Linked DNA regions of Drosophila melanogaster: region 2 is linked to region 1. Evidence: chromatin contacts called from public Hi-C data. All regions are on one chromosome and are shown on one strand. Each heading gives the region's core, a stretch centred on a gene start, on an enhancer-like site or on the middle of the called end of the contact. The rest is flanking DNA. Distances are from core to core; before and after follow the strand shown.

The links. Hi-C and Micro-C count contacts between places; a contact is called where the count stands out from the background.
Region 2: a contact with region 1 is called in a Hi-C map of the Kc167 cell line, with 2.9 times the contacts expected there. The contact joins the promoter of l(1)G0469 here to the promoter of Hsc70-3 in region 1. A contact is called at or near these places in 2 of 107 Hi-C or Micro-C datasets (the Kc167 cell line and embryo).

The regions. Positions count from the first base shown.
Region 1 is chrX:11,803,693-11,808,712 of dm6, reverse strand. It overlaps Hsc70-3 (Heat shock protein 70 cognate 3), which reads left to right and starts at 1,596. Exons shown (of 3, transcript NM_078577.3): 1 at 1,596-1,844; 2 at 3,671-3,816; 3 at 4,255-5,020. The coding sequence starts at 3,692. It overlaps CG1578, which reads left to right. Exons shown (of 8, transcript NM_001298212.1): 8 at 1-207.
Region 2 is chrX:14,208,648-14,213,435 of dm6, reverse strand. l(1)G0469 (lethal (1) G0469) reads left to right here and starts at 1,979. Exons shown (of 3, transcript NM_001272614.1): 1 at 1,979-3,002. The coding sequence starts at 2,366. All of the region lies in intron 2 of Prp16 (pre-mRNA processing factor 16), which reads right to left.

The DNA.
Region 1 (5,020 bases), core at 347-2,846:
TGCACACAATCTGCGACAGAAAGAAAACTACATAATTTGGCTGGATTCCAAACCAGAATTTTGGTCAACGTCTACTTTTATAATGTAAAGTACGGTACGATATCGACGGGGCGCTGAGCGGGGAGATGATAAAAAGATTATTACATGCTATTATGTATTGTTATGAAAATATATTGATATTGAATGAGTGTCATTACAAAAATCGACAAAAAAAAAAAAAAGAAAACTAAAAAGTGGGTGTTTTTCATTCTCGGGCGGATGCGGACTGATAAGTCAAGAACTCGCTATAAATATGCTACATATATAGACTGTTTGCCTGTTCTTATCGGTAGTCGTTTAATTTATGGAAATTATCATTTCAAATGAAGATCGACGAAATGCCTGGAAATTGCCAGATAAACGTGGTATTTTCGACTTTTTCGGAAAATATATCATTTTTTATCCCCCCAAATATTAGTCATGATATTCTTGAAACATTTTTGAATCATCATTTGAGCGTATTGTTTAAATACGCTTTTAAATTTTATTTTTCATATATGTAAATATTATTAATAAAAATTCTGGGAAGTGCTAAAAAAGTCTAGAGTTGCTATATGGAATTCGAAATAGCAATATATACATACATATATAAAATACTAGACATTTTTAATAATATAAAATATAAATAACATTTATATATGAAAGAGGTAAGTTTGAAAAAAAATTTGATTCTATGTCTTTATTAAACTCCATTCGTTTACCACTCAAAACTATGGATAAGCAGTTAGTTTTTCTTTCGAATTTACATGTAAATATTGCAGTACCATTTCCGGTTGTCATAGTATTAAAAACAGCTGCATATAAGCTTAAATTTAAATTTCGAATGTAATTATATGCTTATAATAATAAGAACCCAAAAGCATATATTTATAACTTCAAGTATCGGAATGAACAATTACAAAGTCTAAAAATAGTTTTGGGAAGTTGTCAATAATTACGCCCCACTTAAAGTAACGGCAAACATCCAGATTCAGCTGGAAGCATAACGGTTAACCTGGGGCAATGTACACGTCAGTGCTCGTTGCGGCTTTACTTAAGGGGAACGCATATTTGCATCAGACAAACCAAACACCATAAAAAGAAAAAGAAGAAGGCCAAACATCGTACTCTCTCCGCTCCGAAAATGTTTGGGTAAACAAATAGTGAAAAGCTCTGGGAGAGAGCGAGAGCGAGAGTTGGCCTCCAGTGGGCGGAACAGCTACGCCTGCGACACGTCAGTGCTAGAGATGTAACACCTTAAGATAGTTATCGATTAAAATTATATTGAATAAAATGAATATATAAAAGAAGTTAAATCTTAAAAAACTATTATTAAAATGATTGTAAACCGTATAGCAGAAATAGTTGCAATCATATAATCCTGTAATATATTATTTTTATTTTTAATTATATCTTCTTAATACCTTTATTAATTAGACATTTTAGTCTAACGAAATATTTATTCGACTTATTCGATTGCCAGATGTGTATCGATGTTTCTAGAAAACTAAACTCATCGACACGTCAGTGGTAGGTGAGAGCAAAGAGCAATAAATAGCCGGAAAACAGAGAGTGAAAATCAGTTTCAAAACAAAAGTACAAGGAATAACAGCACAGCAAAAGAGAAACGCGATTTATTAAATACAAATTATTACCCCAAGAACATTGTAACGCGCTGTGACCGCAAATATAAACAAGAAATCGTTACATTCCCATTAGATCAATTAAAACCAAGCCAAAAAACAACAAAGACTAATACTTCTGTGACAAAAAGTGACAATTACCTAAATAAGTGAATTTTTTTTTAATAGTTTTAGTTAGAAAATGTAAGTATACAAAAAGAAAATTATATTGAAAGTTGATATGAGTGTATGCTGTTGGTATTAACATCTAAGAAACAGGAAAATATTTATCAAATTTACTTTGGACCAAAAGAACCAGCATAAAGTGTATATTTAAATATATCTATTTTTTTTTATAAATATGTGTTGCAAGGAATTCAGTGGCTTGAATTGCGTTATAGCATTTCTTATATTATATTATTGTTTATTTTGAAACAAAATTGAGGCAACATTATAAAAGAATCAAAACGATTGCTTGACAGACCCATTGGTAACTGTAAAATACTATTTACTACCTGATATTGATAAGGACAACGCGAAATATTGTGTGTAGAAATAATTATATATTTTTGAAAAGCGGTTATTCGTCGGCCGAACAATCGCGTGCTTTCCAACACTGATCTACCACTGACGTGTCTTTTTGGCCCCAGAGTTGCACGTGTGTGTGTGTGCCGCAGCGTATGACTGTGTGCGTACGTAGAAAGCGCCGGCAAAAACGTCAGATAAGCAGCAGCCACATATTCTACTGCTCTGTCAGTTCACTTTGAAGCGTCGAGAAAGCACATTAAATCGAAACCAATTTGAAATTATTAACCGCTCAGCGATAAGTGTAAGTGTTAGTTCAAAGAAAAGGCTTAAATACGAGCTGGACGTTAGCACAAATAGCTGGAAAGTGCACTTGCACTGCTAGAATATTCGTGTAAAGGAACGGACGGCAAAGAGGGACACCAATACACTGCAATTTTACAGTCGCCATATTGGCAAAAGTAAAAGAGGTCTGCTACAAAAAGTTTGCCCGCACGTGCCCTTAAAGAAATAGAAACGTATGAAATTAGTTTCCTTTATAGTTGAAACCAATAAAGGCCAACCAATGACGTGGTGGTCGTGACAAGTGACAAGTTCGGTGAATGAACTTTGTCTTCTTCTTCGTATTAGTTTCTTACAGCCTAAGCTTGCATTTAGGTGAAGTTCTTGTTTTCCTTTTACAGTAATTTACGGTTAATTTTGCTTACATTTACTTCTTTTTTTTAAAAGACCGCGAAGCGCCTGCGCATTTTGCCGTCTGTGTGAGTGGGAGTAGGCCTATCTGTGTGCGTTTGTCTGCGTTCAATCCGCTTGGTACACGTCATTTATTTGGCTGATTTATAAGCACTCGCTTTGCTCTCTCTGTGTGTCTCTCTCCGATGGTCGCAAAGTACACGTCAGTGTGGCATAGAAAAAAGAATAAAATACCTAAGTGGTTAAGCCACAAACAGCTGTGCAAATCCAGCTTTCCTTCTGGAATTGTGCGTTGGGAGGGGGACTTTCTTGCGGTGCGTGAAATAACGAAAAGAATTAAACCAGTTATTTGGCCGCTCTCTCACCGGCAGCAGCAAAGAAAGAACCAGAAAAATGTTACACGTATACAAATTTCGCTGCTCTCTCTCTCTCGCTTTCCGGCGACGTCGGCGTCGGTCAATGTCAGCAGAACGGAGATGAGCGCACCGCTTAGCAGTTGCCGGGCAGTTAGCCATTGGAGTAGACGTGTTCTTTATCCGATCTTGACTACTAGTAAGATTTATAAGGTACTGAATCTGGTAGAATCGTGTTTAAAATAATAATGTTGCCAAAGTGGCACAGCTAACGGTACATGTTAACAGTTGACAATCTGGCCGACGTCATCAGTACTGGTTCTCTCGCAGAGGGAGAGCGAGAGCCAAAAAGAACACTGGCCATTTATGTTTGCGTGTGTGTGATTGTGTTGACGTGTACAAAAAGCCGAGGTTGAAATAATTGGGCGAAAATTAACGCAATCCCTTTCTTATTTGCAGTTTTCCTGAGAGATCTTCAATATGAAGTTATGCATATTACTGGCCGTCGTGGCCTTCGTTGGCCTCTCGCTGGGCGAGGAGAAGAAGGAAAAGGACAAGGAGCTGGGCACAGTGATCGGCATTGATTTGGGCACCACGTATTCCTGGTAAGTTAGATATGCTCGTCCTTCGGCTCTAAAACCCATTAATGCTTACTTGAGATATCTTGATCATAAAGTATACAGTGGTCATAAATTCTACTGTTGATTTTCGTAATACCAAGTTTTTATGCTTTAGACGTGTACATTTCAAATTGATCACATTTATAACAAAATATTTGTAAAGTAGATTTGACCTTAAAATAACGTAAAAAGAATGTATAAGATTTTACTTCTTAAAAAATAGGTGACTTTATCTATACTCCCATACTTGTAATTTTAGCTGACACACTTCCACGTGCGCATTATAATAAGAAATTTTTGCTGTAGTTAAGCGCCTCAAATTCAAGTTTATCAGTACTCAACTTGTAGATAGGTATCTCTACCACTGCTTTCATTTACGATTCGTTATTAATCTAAATATTTCTTACCCAAATTCTCTTACAGCGTTGGTGTGTACAAGAACGGACGCGTTGAGATCATCGCCAACGATCAGGGTAACCGCATCACTCCCTCCTACGTCGCTTTCACCGCTGACGGTGAGCGTCTCATTGGAGATGCCGCCAAGAATCAGTTGACCACCAATCCCGAGAACACGGTCTTCGATGCCAAGCGTCTGATCGGTCGCGAATGGTCCGACACCAATGTGCAACACGACATCAAGTTCTTCCCATTCAAGGTTGTCGAGAAGAACTCGAAGCCCCACATCAGCGTGGACACGTCACAGGGCGCCAAGGTGTTCGCACCCGAGGAGATCTCCGCCATGGTTCTGGGCAAGATGAAGGAAACCGCTGAAGCTTATCTGGGCAAGAAGGTCACCCATGCCGTCGTTACCGTGCCAGCCTACTTCAACGATGCCCAGCGTCAGGCCACCAAGGATGCTGGTGTTATTGCCGGTCTGCAGGTGATGCGCATCATCAACGAACCCACTGCTGCGGCTATTGCCTACGGTCTGGACAAGAAGGAGGGGGAGAAGAACGTGCTTGTGTTCGATTTGGGCGGCGGCACCTTCGATGTCTCCCTGCTGACCATCGATAACGGAGTGTTCGAGGTGGTGGCCACCAACGGTGATACTCATTTGGGAGGTGAGGACTTCGATCAGCGTGTGATGGATCACTTCATCAAGCTGTACAAGAAGAAGAAGGGCAAGGACATTCGCAAGGACAACCGCGCTGTTCAGAAGCTGCGTCGTGAGGTTGAGAAGGCCAAGCGT
Region 2 (4,788 bases), core at 730-3,229, 2.4 Mb before region 1:
ATTGCATTGTTCGTAAGTGCAAATAGAAGACGAATTGAAAGGGGTATGAATGGTGCAGAAACTTGTTAGCTTATGTGCGTGAGATATGTTGGCACTTTCATGGTAATTATGTATGTGTGTTGCTCGAGTTAATTAACGAATCAAATGCATTTCTCCAATTGCATTTTAAGGGTGCATTTCCCATTTGGGTTTCCTTTGGAAAGCAATACAATTGTTATACCAATTTCAATCGAGCGGAATTCCAATTGTAAATTGGGCATTGTTTGAGGCAATTTAATATGGCCCAGCTAGCAGCACGTCACTATCAAATATTTGCACAAGCGAAATATTCTAGCGCTGCTATAAATACAAATATCATCCGTGCTCCCATTTTCAAAGCGAGCTATTTTATTTTTAGGGGCTCCACCGAAACTTGCAATTTTTTGTATCAATCATTTAGATCGCATTGTTCTTTTTTTTTTTAGCTACCTCTGCGATTTCCGTAAGGCAATCAATTTATTGCACACAAGAATTTGCAACCAAATTTTCGAATGTCTTTGGATTAAAAGTGCGGAAGCAGGAAGATTAATTAATTATATATAATTAAGTGATTTTTTTTTTAGATTTTCATTTTAAGACTAGGACAATTTGTTCTTATTGCTATTTATCAATCGATAAGATAACCTATTGAATTGTAACAAGTTCTTCGAACGAAATGAGGGGGTTTGTTCGTTAATTTTGTCATTTCATACATACTATCGAGTGTTGCCCGTGCTCGATCACATGTTTCGTTTGAGATCGAACCGAATCGAAAACAAACCATTAAGCAATAAACCTCCATTCGCATCAATCAATTCACCTGGCCAGTGACGTTTTTGTCTACAATTGGGCTTCGTGACGAATAACTGCGACGTTGACGAAAGCCCAACAAATAATGCTCATAATTGGGGGGCCATAATCCAGTCGGTTCCACTCGAAGGATGTCGCCGCACGAGCCACACAAGGATCGAAATATTGGCCTTATAGCCGTAAAATAGATAATTATTTAGTTGGCGCGCCGTTTGCGGGGGAAGAGAATGGCGAAACAGCATAGCGGAATGCCATACTCACCACAGTTCACAGTTCGAAAGGCGGAGAGAGAGAGGGAAAGAGAGACAGACAGAGAGCCTCAGCGAGATTGAGATTCCTCTCTGAAATAAACCGGCTTCGGTTATAAATAATATCGCTCTCCGTTAAGTTATCTTTAGACTCAGTCCCTTGGGTGTTGGAATTCAATAACTATCTTAGTAGTTGCGGTTTGCATTTTCCTAAACTGCAATTTATAGTTTGCTTCAAAAAGCAGAAATTAGTATTTCCTATCCGATTAGTTGAAGACATATGAGCAACTTTACCATTTGATCTACTCTTGGTTTTTTTGCAACATGAATTTCATGACTGTAATATGAACAGTGGACTAGAAAAGCAGTTTTGGGCGCAAGACTTAAAGATTTAATACCAAGTTGTAATTGAATATCAATGATCCAGGTAAACATCATATAGCAAACAACAAGTTTTTTAAAAAACTTATTTTCTTATTGAGTTGCACACTAAAAAGTAATGCAAATGCACAGTCATATGCACAGAACAGTTATGGACATTGTTTGTGGATAGTTCAGATTTAATTTACTTTATGATTAATAAATTAACATATTGCTAGTCTTTCGCGCTCGAGCGGCAAGCTCGTTGTACTTTCGCAAGCACTTAATACATTTTTTAAAAACCTACATTGTTGGAGATAACAAATTTTGCATATTTAAATCCTGAATTCATTGCATATGTTGCTGCATTTCGGCCAATGTACTGTAAACAAATGCAACATTGAGAGCTGGCGCTCTCTTGCACTGTTAACGTTCGGTTAACAGTGCGTGAGCAGAGCGAAGAGCGCCGATGAGAGCAAAGTCGGCAGAGCTTGGGCAGAGCTCGAGCAGAGCCATATAAAGCGACGTGCCCGAAAACATTTGTATTTGTAAAAAGCAAACCGACGAGCGGATAAGGCGGAATATCTGAAGAGCAGCAGCGAAAAACACGAAAAGCCAGAAACAGAAACCAAAAACCCAAACCGAAACAACTCGAACTTCGTGTGCAGTGTGGCAAACTCAAAAAGAAACTGAAACAGATAACATAAGAAACCGAAAGAAGCAGCAGCAGCGAATCGAAGCGTAAAAAAAAAAAACAGAGCAAATTGAAAGAAGCACAGAACAAAACACAACACAACAAATTTAAATAAAATCCAACGCAAACAGCGAGAGAAAAGTTATTCCGGAAAACGCGCGGAAAAGTGCATTTCGAATTTCATTAATTTTTTTTCGAGTGAAAGTTGGGCGCTTCAGGCCCAACAACGCCCACAATGAACCGTTCGAACAGCTTTGTCAGCTCGCTGAAATGGTGGCCACTGCAGGGTCACAACAACCAACCGGTGGCGCCACCTGCCAGCGGTTACTCCCAATCGGCGCCCAGCTCGCCCACCTCCAATTGGCCACCGCCACTGCAGCAGCATCAGAATCCCACAACCGGCACCGCCCACCGCCTACTGCCGCCCAGCGGGCAAAAGAATGGAATTGCTGGCGGCACCGTGGGCGCCACATTCGGCAGCAGTGTGGCAGTGCAAAAGCTGCGCGAATCCAAGTGGTTCAAGCCCGAGGAGCAGCGCATCTTTTGCGCCGTCGTCGAGTGCGGTTTCGTGGTCGAGATCCGCAGCAGCGCCGCAGCCGAGGCGGCCGCAGCTAACGCAGCAGCAGCGGCCGCAGCAGCCGACACCGGTGACAACGACCTCGACGTGGACGCTCTGGAGGAGCTCGACTGCCCACTGACCAACCACCCATCGCCGCCGCATCGCAATCACAGCCATAGTCACAGCCAAATCCAAAACCAATCCCAGCGGCTGGTCATCCCGCGCAACGGTAGCAGTTTCCTGGAGACGCAGGACGAGAATGAGACGCCTGTCGCCTCTTGGTATGGAATCGTGCTCTGCAAGGTGGCCAAAGGTAAGTTCATTGCGAAAGACACAGAGAAAATGTTGCGACTTTTCAAGTGCAGACATTACGGAAATGCGAGTAAATCTATACATATTTATACTATTCTTATGAGATTTCATAGTGTGAAATTGTATGGATATAGATATAGAGTATAAACAAAATTAATAGTCCATTTTCATTTTGTTCATATCTATTTGATAAGTGGTAAAATTAAAACGACAAAAATGTGGCTCTTTATCACTTTAAGTGCGCAGATCAATTGAATGTTTACTCTGCTCATATCTTTGTGATAAGCGAATAATATTAAATAAGTATTAATATTTAAATTTGGTACTCGGTTTTTGCACTTGCAAGTTTTTATCTCCAAGAAAAGTCATCATAGTTTTCTTTTAGTGCACAAAGCAAAGTGATAATTTAAATTATATATTTTTTTTTATTTGAAGAGTGCTGAGTGATTAGGTGCATTTCCAAAGACACGATGCAAAAGTTTTGGGTTGAGGTAAGGGCAAGTTTAAAAGGTTTTATTAGTTGCGATAAGAGAAAAGGGGGTAGGGTAGAGCCACACACTCTTACGTCTTTTGACGAAATCGTACGGCGTCGTGAGGCTTATCTGTTATCTTAATAAAATGTACGATCCCCAAACACTTTTTATTACGTGCGAAAAAGTCGTGGTTCTTGATCACATGCACTTTTATATGCAGCCAGTTTTGCTGGGACTTTAAATATATGTAGCTCTTTGTGTTTTATCTTATTAATGTCTAATGCGCTCGTATCAAGTCGTGGAAAACAATGTTGATCCCCCACCAAAAGCTTTAATGAGGCTTTATTTACATTTTTTTAGAACTCCAATTCAAATTGATTCGGGTAATCCCCAACCACACACACACACATATATATATATATATATATATATATATATATATATATATATGTTCCTGTTGGGCTAACCTATTTAAATTTGTATTTCTTTTTATTATTATTCGATGGTCCTCTTCGGTCGAGGCTCCACTGTAGCTTCCTCTTCCTCATAAGACTGCAATTAAAGTGCAGAATTACCTGCTCAACTTTTCGGACTGATGATTAATCACAAAACTTCGGACGTCAGAGAGCCATTAAAAGTAATCTATGGTTTTTTTTTTGGTCGAGAATGTCTAAATTGTAGAATGTCATTCAATAAACAAACATTACACACATGCGCACTCTCTACAGCGTACACACAGACACACAGACACACACGCACTCAAGCCGAAGTACCGTGCTTTTATCTAATCGCAAAGAGAATCCAACAACAACAACAGCAACAAGAACAAGAACACGAAAGAGCTTATCATTTGAGACGCTGGCAGCGCAGTCGAAGTCAGCGTCGGCAGCGGCAGCGGTCATTCACAATGCTGCGCCGACAGCTGCTAGAACATTCCAAACTTTGAAGCCCGAAAAACCCTTAAAACAAAGCTGAAAACAAAAGAGCTGAAAATGGGACAGGGTAGAGGGGAAAATTGTAAATAATAAACACCTTTGCGCTCCCGTTTACCACAGTTCACTTTACTAATATTACGCTACAGTAAAACCGAGCTTGCAATGAATAGTAGTTAATCCGGCAAGAGAATGGTGGAAAACTAACTTATGTAGGAGGAAGAGAAAACTTGAAAAGATGTGAAAGATAATGGTTGCGCAGCCGGGTCTTCACTGTGTGTGAGTGTATGCGTGCGTGTGCGGGAGAGTTGGGTGGCAAGTGGTGAGTTTCGACTGCAGAGCACCACATACTCACCACGCCCACACGACTGTTGCATCTCGT